Linked DNA regions of Oryctolagus cuniculus: region 2 is linked to region 1. The links are chromatin contacts, called in public Hi-C maps. All regions are on one chromosome and are shown on one strand. The core of a region is the stretch at or near the end of the contact, and the rest is flanking DNA. Distances in the headings are between cores, read along the strand shown. Region 1 holds the start of TOPAZ1 (testis and ovary specific TOPAZ 1). Region 2 overlaps ANO10 (anoctamin 10).

Region 1 (5,683 bases), core at 897-3,396:
CAAGGGTTTTCTGAAACACAGCATTTACATGATGTCTAGGACTTTTTATTTCTACTGTTTCTGGGAGACTTAATAAATGATCCACTGGACAGAGTGTTTTGTGGTTTACTTTTCTTAATTCAATTTTAGGACTTCTTGAATCTTCTAGGTTCTCTGCTTCTCTACCCTTGGCACCCACTTGGTTTTCTTGCAACACCAACTCAGAGCTTTTAGACACATCAGAGAAATTCATCTCAAGAACCTTTTCTTCTTTTTCAGACAATTTCATCTTTTTCCTGGTTTTTCTCCCAACATTACTCTCTTCTAATGAATATTTATTTTTTTCACTTTGGAGGTAGGAAAGTAAGCCATTATTTTTACTTTGGTATAAATCACTCCTTTCAAGCCATAATTTATTTACTCCCATTAAATTTTCTTCAGTTTGTAAGAGCTCAGGAATACTATTTGTGTCACTCTTCTCTGCAAGACTTCTAAGGTTTTCTTTCTTTAATTTTGTGGAATTTTCTGCGACATGCACACATCCATCATCAAGTTTACATGCAAAGTTGTTTTCATCATTACAACCCTTGGGATGGAGGAAACAATTGGAATCATGTAATTTTAAAGTGGCATTCTTTTCTACTCCAGGTGATAAGCAATTACAATATTTTGGTGTATTCTTGTACAGTTCATCTTGAAATGCAACCTTAATATTTTGTATAACTTTATTTTCAGTTATTTGGAGAGGCTAAGTTTGTAACCTTTTAAACTTTATTTGTATTCTTCTTTTAATACTTTCTACCAAATCTTCCTTACCCAAAGATTGCAAGAAAGCCCTATTTTGAAATTCACTGCACTCCACTATTTAGAAAGATGATGAACTGGTTAATGATTCCTTTCTTACCAGGTCAATCCCTGGCTGTAGATCATCATTTGAGGCTTCAGTAACTTTTCTTTTTTCCTTGGCTGATCAAAACAACAAAACATATCAGAAAACATTATACACTAATGGAAAAAAGCAGTATTATTATTATTATTATTATTATTATTTTTAATCGTGAAGCCATCCATTTCCATTCCCCCTGACAGCTGTATGGAAATACACATTCAAAAAAAAAAAAAAAGAAAAGAAAAGAAAATACCTACTTTCTGTTGTGGAGCTACATATAAAGCGGAATAAATTCTAAGGCAGCCGAAGAACCCTTAGCATCATCATTCTATGGCAGCAAATATGGACCATACTAGTGGGAATTCCTCCTACAGAAATCCCGATCAAGGGTTCCCATGAGAACGAACACCTAAGAAAACCCTGGTCATCCAGGTGCATCATTTAAGACCACACGGATCCAAGTTACAGACCGGTGGTACAGCACAGACGGCACAGTCTGGGGTGCAAAAGCTTGATGAGCGCAACCGCTCAAGGCTTCCTTACTCTTTCTTCCCCCAGGGCAAGGCGAGCGCCGCCTCCTTCGCTGCAGCTCTGTCTGTCCGGGCCCAGGGGTCTGCAGGGCCCACCTGGTCCCCCGACCCTCCACTCGCCGCCTCGCGGCTGGCCCAGCCAGGGGCACCTCACCCGACTTGTCACTTTCTACTTCTCTCCCAGACACCCGGGCCACCATCCTCCTCTTCGGCCTGTTCTCCTCGCGCCTCCGGGCCTCGGGCTCGCCGCCGCCCGCCTCCTGGGGCCCTGCTGCCTGCCGCCGGCTTCGCTTCCTCAGGCCTCGCCCGTCGTCGCCTTCCCGCCCAGGGGCCGTGGCGGGGCCCGGGGACGTCGGCCACCGCATCCGCCCTGGGCCTCCGCTCGCAGCCGCTCCCAAGCCCGGAGAAGCCCGCTCCCGCCGCCGTCGGACGCCCACCGCCCCGGCCCGCAGCCCGCTCCTGCGCCGTCCACCACTCGGCGCCGCCGGAAGCGGAAGTGGGGCGCCCGCGCGCGGCCGGCCGGGAGGGCGCGGCGAGGCCCAACGGGCGTGAGGGCCGCGAGTCCCGCGGGCCCTCGTGGCTCCCGAAGGCGTTTCGTCGGCGTGGGGCTGCAGTGAGGCTGTGCACGCGCCTCGGCTTGGACCTTCTGAGTCGCAGCCGCCCCCAGACACCCGTGTCCGCCCACGGCTTCCGTCCTGACGTCTTGTGGTGCGCTCAGCCAGATACCGCAGCATGGCGGACTGGGAGGCGCAGACATTAGCTGGTTACTCCTCGCGAGCTTGTACCGCCACCATGCAGGCGGTTCTTTGAGCCTGAAACCTAGAGGCCATCGGACAGTCTTCTCCCGGCCTCAGTTCTCATCCACGGCCATTAGGTCTGCCCGCTCCTGCTTTTCCTGTTGCTTGGCCCCTCTTGGCCATGACTCCAGCCCTGGCCCTCATGTGTCCATGACTGACCCAGCCCAAATGTTCTCCGTGCCGCCGTCTTTGAGCGGTTTCAGTCAAGCTGCCACCTGCTGCCAGGTCATGCCCCTCACGTGGCAAAGGCTTCTTGGCATTCCCCAGCTTGCCCCTTGGCGAATCTCCTGTGCTCCAAGGCTGCAACTCACAGAGAGACGCCCAAACCCCAAGTGGGGTATGATGTGAACCTTGAATATTTAGGAGTTTTGTCTTAACTGTCCCTGTAGGGAACGATTTGTGCTTCAGTGGAAAGCTATGGATACAAGTCATCCTTCCAAAGATCTCTCTGGTTCTTGTGGAAACTGTTTCACAATTCTATAGATTGCAGATTCCTGACAGTCATTAAAAACAATGGTCTAGGGGCTGGCGCTGTGGTGCTGTGGGTTAAAACCCTGGCCTGAAGCGCCGGCATCCCTTATGGGTGCTGGTTCTAGTCCCAGCTGCTCCACTTCCCATCCAGCTCTCTGCTATGGCCTGGGAAAGCAGTAGAAGATGGTTCAAGTCCTTGGGCCCTTGCACCCACGTGGGAGACCTGGGAGAAGCTCCTGGCTTCAGGCTTCCGATCCATGCAGCTCCGGCCGTTGCAGCCATCTGGGGAGTGAACCAGCAGATGGAAGACCTCTCTCTGTGTCTCTACCTCACTCTGTAACTCTGTCTTTCAAATAAATAAAATAAATCTTTTAAAACAATGGTCTATAGATGTGAAAATTCTGTCCAGTAGAAATGTAATTGACTTCCCACCCCCACTGCTGAAGAAGCCAGTTTTGCCTCCATTTCTACATGCATTCAATATTCCTGATGTAAAAATGTGCTCCCTGCAATTGTTCTTTGAAACGTTGATTATAAAATTTGCCTAATCAGAGAAATAAAACCTTTCACTTTTACTCCTGTGAGAGCCATAAAATCATCATTTTTGAAAACTTGAAAAATGTTAACTGACAAAAAAATTACCCATATTTATTGGCACCATGTGATATTTTGATACATGTATGAAGTGTATAATGTTCAAGTCAGGGTGAACTAGTACATCTCATTCATCTTTATGATTTAAAAAACCTTCAAATCCTAGCTTTTTTCTTTTTAGAAAATATTTATAGAACATTATCATTATCTATAATCACCCTACTGTGCAATGGACCACCATAAGTTCTTATTTTTATCAAGCTAGCTATTCCTGTCTAAATAATCAACCTTTCCCCAACCTCTCTCCCTCCTTTTCTTTTCAGCAATTTGGTGATCACAGTAATGCTCTTGACTTTTATGAGATCAGCCTTTTTAATTACACATATAAGTGAGATCAAATGACTTGTATGTTGAGATACATTCTTCATATGCCAACTTTTTCCATTTAATCATTAAAGAATATTGAATGTTATTGTATGCTCTTTTCTGCTTCTTTTAGATGGTCATTTTTTCCTTCATTTTCGTTATGTGGAAGATCATATTTATTGATTTGTGTATGCTGAACCATCCTTGCTCCCTTGTTGACTGTAGAGGTAGGAAAAGAAACAAAAGAGATAAAAATACTAACAAAAACTATACTTACATTCCATTTCTCCCCACATTTTGAAATTTTCAAAACATTTTAGGGGTGAGTATCATGGCTCAGTAAGTTAAGTCACGGCTTGGGACACGCACATCCCATATTGGGAATATCTGGTTCAGATCCTGGCTACTCCCATGCTTCCTATCCAGTTTCTTGCCAATGTCCCTCAGAGGTAGCAGAGGATGGCCCTAATGCTTGGGTTTGTATAGCCCATCTAGAAGAGGTGGATGGAGTAGTTCCTGGCTCTTTCTTCAGCCTGGCCTAGTGCTGGCTGTTGGGGCCATTGTGGGGGGGGGGGGGGAGCGGGGGGGGGGAGATGGTTAAGCAGCAGATGGATGATAGCCCTTTCATTTCTCTCTTTCTTTCATTCCACACTTCGAATAAATCTTTGAAGTTTTAAAAAGTTTAGAGAGAGAATGAATACTCTTGCCAGGTCCCTCCTCAGATGTTCACAATGGCCGGAGGGCTGAAGCTGGGAGCTCAATCCAGGTCTCCATGGGTGGCAGGACTCCAACTACTTGAGTCATCACTGTTTTTTCTTTTCTTATTTTTTTTGTCTTGCATATCTGTTTAATCCTCTAGGGAAAAGGAATATTTGAACAAGAAACTATGCAAAATATATAATATCACAATACTACTAGTAGTTTTTCAAGATAATCCATAACAGAATATAAATACAGAATCTTAGAATTCAACCAACAGAAATTTTTAGTGTCTTCAAAATTATTCTCATATAATGACTCATTTAATTTACTTCACTTCAATTCAATCCATCCATTATTTTAAGCTGAAGATTATAGTTTTCATTTTGTTTTGTTTTTTAACTTTTATTTAATGAATATAAATTTCCAAAGTACAGCTTATGGATTACAATAGCTTCCCCCCCATAACTTCCCTCCCACCCGCAACCCTCCCTTCCCCCCCATAACTTCCCTCCCACCCGCAACCCTCCCCTCTCCCACTCCCTCTCCCCTTCCACTCACATCAAGATTCCTTTTCAATTCTCTTTATATACAGAAGATCAATTTAATATATATTAAGTAAAGATTTCAACAGTTTGCACCCACACAGAAACACAAAGTGAAAAATACTGTTTGACTACTAGTTATAGCATTAAATCACAATGTACAGCACATTAAGGACAGAGATCCTACATGAGGAGTAAGTGCACAGTGACTCCTGTTGTTGAGTTAACAAACTGACACTCTTGTTTATGGCGTCAGTAATCACTCTAGGCTTTTGTCATGAGTTGCCAAGGCTATGGAAGCCTTTTGAGTTGGCTGACTCTGATCATATTTAGACAAGGTCATAGTCAAAGTGGAAGTTCTCTCCTCCCTTCAGAGAAAGGTACCTCCTTCTTTGATGACCTGTTCTTTCCACTGGGATCTCACTCGCAGAGATCTTTCATTTAGGTCATTTTTTTTTTTTTTTTTTTTGGCCAGAGTGTCTTGGCTTTCCATGCCTGAAAAGTATTTCATGGGCTTTTCAACTGGATCTTAATGCCTTAAGGGCTGATTCTGAGGCCAGAGTGCTGTTTAGGACATCACCATCCTATGAGTCTGCTGGAATCATCACTGTTTTTTAAAGTCAGGGTCCACATTAGGAGGAAGATGAAGTCAGGAATCAGAGCTGAGTACTGAACCTAGGTACTTTGCTGTGGTACACAGCCATCCTAACCAGAGTCTTAACCACTCAGCCAAATGCCTATCCCATGTACTTTGAATTTTCGATGTTCCATTTTATAATTTTCAGTATTACCTCTTAATGTATTAAAGTAATT
Region 2 (5,683 bases), core at 2,085-4,584, 600 kb after region 1:
TTGTATTTGTTGGCTTCCAGCATTTCTGAGTGCTGCTCGTAGGGCGTGAAGTGGCCAGTGCTCATCCGTTACATTTCTTAACTAAATTGCACCCAATCAATACTGAGAGCTCTGTGTGTTCGGTGCTGAATCTGGTGCAAAGAAAAGACACATTTGTCTTTTAAGTTTTGTCCTCAAGAATTCTGCTTCGTAATGAGGTTGAGAAGATGTGCATATTTTATACATACACACACACGCACACGCCCACATATGTATCTGGTTAAGTGCATCTCCTCGAGCTGTAACTAGGCAGTATAAGCAGTATGCCAAGTAAGTGGTCGGCGGTAAGCTGGGGGAGACTCTGCTGGCTCTGTGTAGGTCTGTCGGGAAGGGTGAGGTGTGGCTTCATCCTGATCTCTAGAGCATTTGGAAGGTCCGTTTCTTGGCTGGCTTTCTCGCAGTGTCTGGCAGGAATGGAGTCACGTTGTGTCAACTTGTCTGGCTTCTTAGGCGCTCCTCTCCTTGTCCTTGGGCTAGAGAGCGCAAGCTTCGCATCTGAATGCTCACCCTGCTGTGCCAGGCAGAGGTGGCTGCCGGGCTGAAGGGTGGGAGAGAAAGGCACCACCAGGGGCTGATGTGGACTCGATCGCGACGTAGAAGAATGGCATGTGCAGCCCAGAGTGAATCCGCTGGCACACAACCAGCAAGGCTTTGCACGAACTTATTACCTCCTGGATTTATACCTCTGTTAAATAAGAAGTATTTGCCTTGGTTACCAAGACTAGGGCCTAGAAAGGGGGATTATTTTGGTGTGTGTGTTTTTCTTGACAAATGCAGGTAACTGGGATATTATCCATGTTTTCTAAGATGGAGATGGCCCAGAACAAATCAAAGGGTTGAGGAGGAGATTGTAACTGAATTGGAAATACGCTGTCAGTTGCATTTTCAAGATGTTTTGATACAGTACACGTTACATAAACTTTATTGTTAGTCACTTCTAAGTGCAGGGTTCAGTGGTATCGAGTACAGTCTGTGATTTTTAAGTGAGGGTTCGGTGGTATAGGGTACAGCTTGTGCAGGGTTCGGTGGTGTGGAGTACAGTCTGTGCAGGGTTCAGTGGTATGGAGTACAGTCTGTGCAGGGTTCGGTGGTATGGAGTACAGTCTGTGCAGGGTTCGGTGGTATGGAGTACAGTCTGTGCAGGGTTCGGTGGTATGGAGTACAGTCTGTGCAGGGTTTGGAGGTATGGAGTACGGCCTGTGCAGCTGTCAGGCCCATCCGCCTCCAGAACGTCTTTCTACTGTCAGCCTGAAACCCCGTGCCCTAAACACTGACTCCCCACCACCTCTTTCCCACTGGCCACTGTCAGTGTCTCCAAATTCAGCCCTTCTCCGTGCCCCATCTATGCAGAATCCTTACTCGGCCTCTTCATGCCTGGATTATTTTGTTGACCATAATACCCCAAGGCTCATCTGTTTTGGAGTATATGTCAGCGTTGCCTTCCTTTTTATAATTATTATTTGAAAAGCACACAGAGAGGCAGAGGAAGGAGGGAGGGAGAGACAGAGACAGAAATCTTCCGTCTACTAATTTACTCCCCAAATGCCTGCAACAGTTAGAACTAGGTCACGTGGAAGCCACAATCCAGGAACTCCATCGGGGAATCCCACGTGGGTGACAGAGACTCGAGTACTTGAGTCGTCATGTGCTGCCTCCCAGGGTGCGCATGAGCAGGGTGCTGGATTGGAAGTGCTCCAGTGTGAGACCCTGGTGTCCCAAGCAGCGGCTTCCCTCTCTCTGGCCGACACCTGCCCCTTTTCCCTTCCTGTTGTGACCGAGAGATAGTACATGCTATGTGTATACCACATTGTCTGTACCCATTCATCTGTCCGTGGACACTTGAATTGCTGAGGGGAAGAGTGCTGTTGTGACCCCAGGTGTAGGCCTATGTGTTCAAGTCTCTGCTTCTGTTGCTTTGGAGTGCACACCCAGAAGTGGAATTGCTGAATCGCGTGGTAATCAACTTACCGTCCCCCTCAGCCGCTGTACCATTTCATATTCCCTGCCAGTATGACATGCGGGTTCCAGTTGATCCACATCCTTGTCAGCAGTTATGATTTCTGTATGTGTGTGTGTGGGAACACTAGCACTCTAATGGACATGCAGTGGGATCTGCAGCTTTTATGTGCTTTTCCCCAGTGACAGGTGATGCTGAGCATTTTATGTGACTGTTGGCCTCCTTTGGAAAATGTCTAGTCAAGAGCTTTTTTTTTTTTTCTTGAAAAAATTTATTAGATATTCAAAAGTCAGTTACACAGAGGAAGACACACACACACACACATCCTCCATCCACTGGTTCACTTCCAACTGGCCAGACCAAAGCCAGGAGCCAGGAACTCCATGCAAGTCTCCCACGTGGGTGCAGGGGCCCAAGCACTTGGGCCATCCTCTGCTGCTTTCTCCGGTGCATTAGCAGGGAACTGGATCAGAAGTGGAGTCACTGGGACTTGAACCAGCGTCCCTATGGGATGCCGGCACTGCAGGTGGAGGTTTAACCTTCTATGCCACAGCGCCCGCCCCTTAAGTCCTCATTTTAATCAGATGTTGGGTTGCAGGAGTTCTTTATCTTATTCTAGATATCAGTTTTTTTAATCTGATTTCCAAATGTTTTCTCTCATTCCATGGGTTGCTTGTCACTCTGATAGTATCTTTGCATGCACAAAGATTTGTAATATTGATGAAGTCCAACTTGTGTATTTTTTCTTGAAAGTTTTGAAAGCATGAAACCACCGGCTTGGATTTTTTCCGAGATTGTTGGGGGTATTTGGGAGTGTATTTGTTTCAGTGTTCTTGCAGTAAGCCATAGCTACTTGTTTGATGATTTTTTTTTTTTTTTTTTTAGTGTTAACTACTATTGATCAGAAGTTGGGTTATACTGGCAGAGAATAGCTTGCTCCTTTTGCCACAGTAATAAGCATATTTGAAGATTTGCTTGCTTTTGTTTTATTGACTTTGATACATTTGAGGGGACCCTGGCTTTTGTTTCTAACTTGAGAATTTTGTTTCTCTGACTTTGGTTATATTCTGATAAAGTATTAGAAACAGCCAGAAGATCAGTGAGTTAACTAATTTTATTCTGGTGTTGCTAAGACCTCCGTTGTATGCCATCTGTTCTTAACAAAGAATCCAAAAAGTGGAACATTTATAAATAAGTGAGTAAATATAAATTTTTGGTTTGCTACAGTATGAGCTTTCAATCCAGCTGAAATGGCAGGTGAGCGTGTTACGGGGGGTGGCGTTCACAGCAGCATTTGGTGCCAGGAATCCAGTCTCAGCTCAGCTTCACCCCTGCTCGCTGCTCCCGCACACCCTGGGAGACAGGAGGCGAGCGCTCCAGTAGTTGCACTCCTGCTGCCCACAAGACAGACCCGGGCCGAGGTCCCAGCTCCTGGCTTTGTCCTGTCCTGAAGGCTTCTGAAGCCAAACCAGTGCATGGGAGATCTTTGTCGCTCTGCCTTTTCTAATAAATAAAAGCTAAAAATTTCCAAGAAAGAATCTTAAAGATTAACTGTGCAGTGATGGATTATGTTAATTAGCTTAATTATGTTATTTCCTAGTGTAGACATAGCAAATCATTACATTGTGTACTTTAAATATATATAGTTTTTATTTGTCACTTATACCTCAATAAAGCTGGAAAAAAGAATGTTACAAGGGTTCATCAAACTATTAATGGCTCCAATTAACATGTTTCTAAGATTTTTCTTTTAACTCTGGAAATGGCTTCAGATAAGGAAGTAAAATTTTAAGATAATTTAAAAATAAAATTATACTTTCATCTATTTTTTTCCTGGAGCCTAGATGGTATTATTACTTATTGAGTTTTAAAAAATGTTTTGCTGGTAGCATATTAAATTAACAGCATGCTATTATTCGTTCATGGTCCCTAAATGAGTAGAAATTTCACCAATTCAAAAAAGGCATTTTTTATAATAAAAATTTTTTAGAAAAGTAAAATATAAAGGAAATAAGCCATAAATATATATAAATTCTGGTATAAATTAATAGCATCTTGATAGAAAAAACAAATTATGTTGTTAATTTTTCCAAGTTAATTGACATCTAAATATGTTTATGTGGTTAGAATATCTTGATGAAACAATGAGGACTTAGAAAATGTGACAATTTAGGCAGTTCATGTTGAGTATTCTCGTAATTTAAAATTGATGAGTTGATAGTTACAGTAACTTCTCTAGCTCACATTTTCAAAGTCAGGCAGCTTTAACTTTTGATTCTAATGTTTTTTTTAAGCTTGATTTAGTGCAGTGTGAAATTGAGTAAGTGCAAAAATGATCATTGCTGTAGTCTGAGAAGTGCGCATTGCAATTGCTGTGTGTGTACTGCCATCTATTGTTGCATTTGAAAATTGACACTCGACTGCCACTTTTCTCTGCAGTTCTCTAGCCTGAGTAAGAGACTAGTTTACCCACAGGTAGGAGGTGAAACAATGACAATGACATTTTTTGTGCTTTAAATAAAATAAAATAATGGCATTATCGTAAAATTCATCTCATAAGATTAAATCAGTATCCAATTTCTCTTAAGTAAGCATCATCTTTACTTGTGGGATAAATTTATTTTATTTTTTGATGCAATTTCAAGTCAATAATCAGTGCTTTAAATTCAGAATTACAAAAAAACCTCCAATTCCTAAAAAATAGAAATGACCTAAAAATCCTCCACAAATGAAATGTTAGATATTTTGAGTATTAAATGAATAAACAGTTTTATATTCTGTACTTGACAGGTTGTACCAGTAAGACAGTGAATGCTAGCAACTTTCCTACTGAATCTGCTTTTTTCTAGAGAGGTGAAGACAAATGTTCTAAACCCCAGTAGTTACACTACATTTCTTCTTTTTTTTTAAGATTTTTTTTTTTTTTAATTGAAAGGCAGAGTTACAGACAGAGGGAGAGACAGAGAGAAATCTTAGATCTGCTGGTTCACTCCCCAAATGGCCACAAGGGCTGAAGCTGGGTCAATCCAAAGCCAGGAGCTTCTTCCAGGTCTGCCATGCAGGTGCAGGGGCTCAAGCACTTGGGCCATCGTCTGCTGCTTTCCCAGGCCATAGCAGAGAGCTGGATCGGAAGTGCAGCAGCCAGGACATGAATCAGCGCCCACGTGGGATGCCAATGCCACAGGCGGAGGCTTAGCTCACTACACCACCGTGCCGGCCCCATTCTGCATTTGTTATGTTTAGGTCCTGGTGGCCTGTGAGCCTGTCTACACCATGGACGTTCAGTTGGTAGTTTGAGAAACATCAGATCATTCCATTTAATTGCATTTTCTTTGAAAAACAGGAAGTTATCATGTGATTTTTCGTTGTCTCCTGAGAGCTGGTTGGAAACGGAGTTGGTTCTTAGCTGTTGGCAATGGGTAAAGCTGTCTTCCAAGCATGACTGAGCCGTCGTAGTTCTCTGATGCCCTCTCAGTGCCTGTTTTCCTAGTTTTACACTTAAAGAGCACGTGCAAGCATAAACAGATAATTCTGGTGCACCCTGTGCCACGACTCTCTAATTGTGAACATGCTCTCACGCACGTGTGCTGACCCCACTCCTGTCTCTCTGGAGAGTAAGATTGATACTCACGTGCAGACACTGGGACCTCCACAGCTGTGGATTCTGTCCCTGCACTGCCTCCCAGT

Evidence for each region. A called contact is a pair of places that touch in the nucleus more often than the background predicts.
Region 2: a contact with region 1 is called in a Hi-C map of embryonic fibroblasts, with 4 times the contacts expected there. The contact joins the enhancer-like site here to the promoter of TOPAZ1 in region 1. A contact is called at or near these places in 2 of 6 Hi-C or Micro-C datasets (embryonic fibroblasts and skin fibroblasts).

What each region holds. Positions count from the first base shown.
Region 1 is chr10:104,020,041-104,025,723 of mOryCun1.1, forward strand. TOPAZ1 (testis and ovary specific TOPAZ 1) reads right to left here and starts at 2,147. Exons shown (of 21, transcript XM_051851862.2): 1 at 1,553-2,147; 2 at 884-945; 3 at 1-565. The coding sequence starts at 2,132.
Region 2 is chr10:104,622,032-104,627,714 of mOryCun1.1, forward strand. All of the region lies in intron 11 of ANO10 (anoctamin 10), which reads left to right. Among named protein-coding and RNA genes, the nearest start is that of ANO10, 60 kb to the left of the region's middle. Within about 2 kb of position 3,335, at least 1 of the 8 cell types and tissues checked has an H3K27ac peak or open chromatin away from gene starts, as enhancers often do.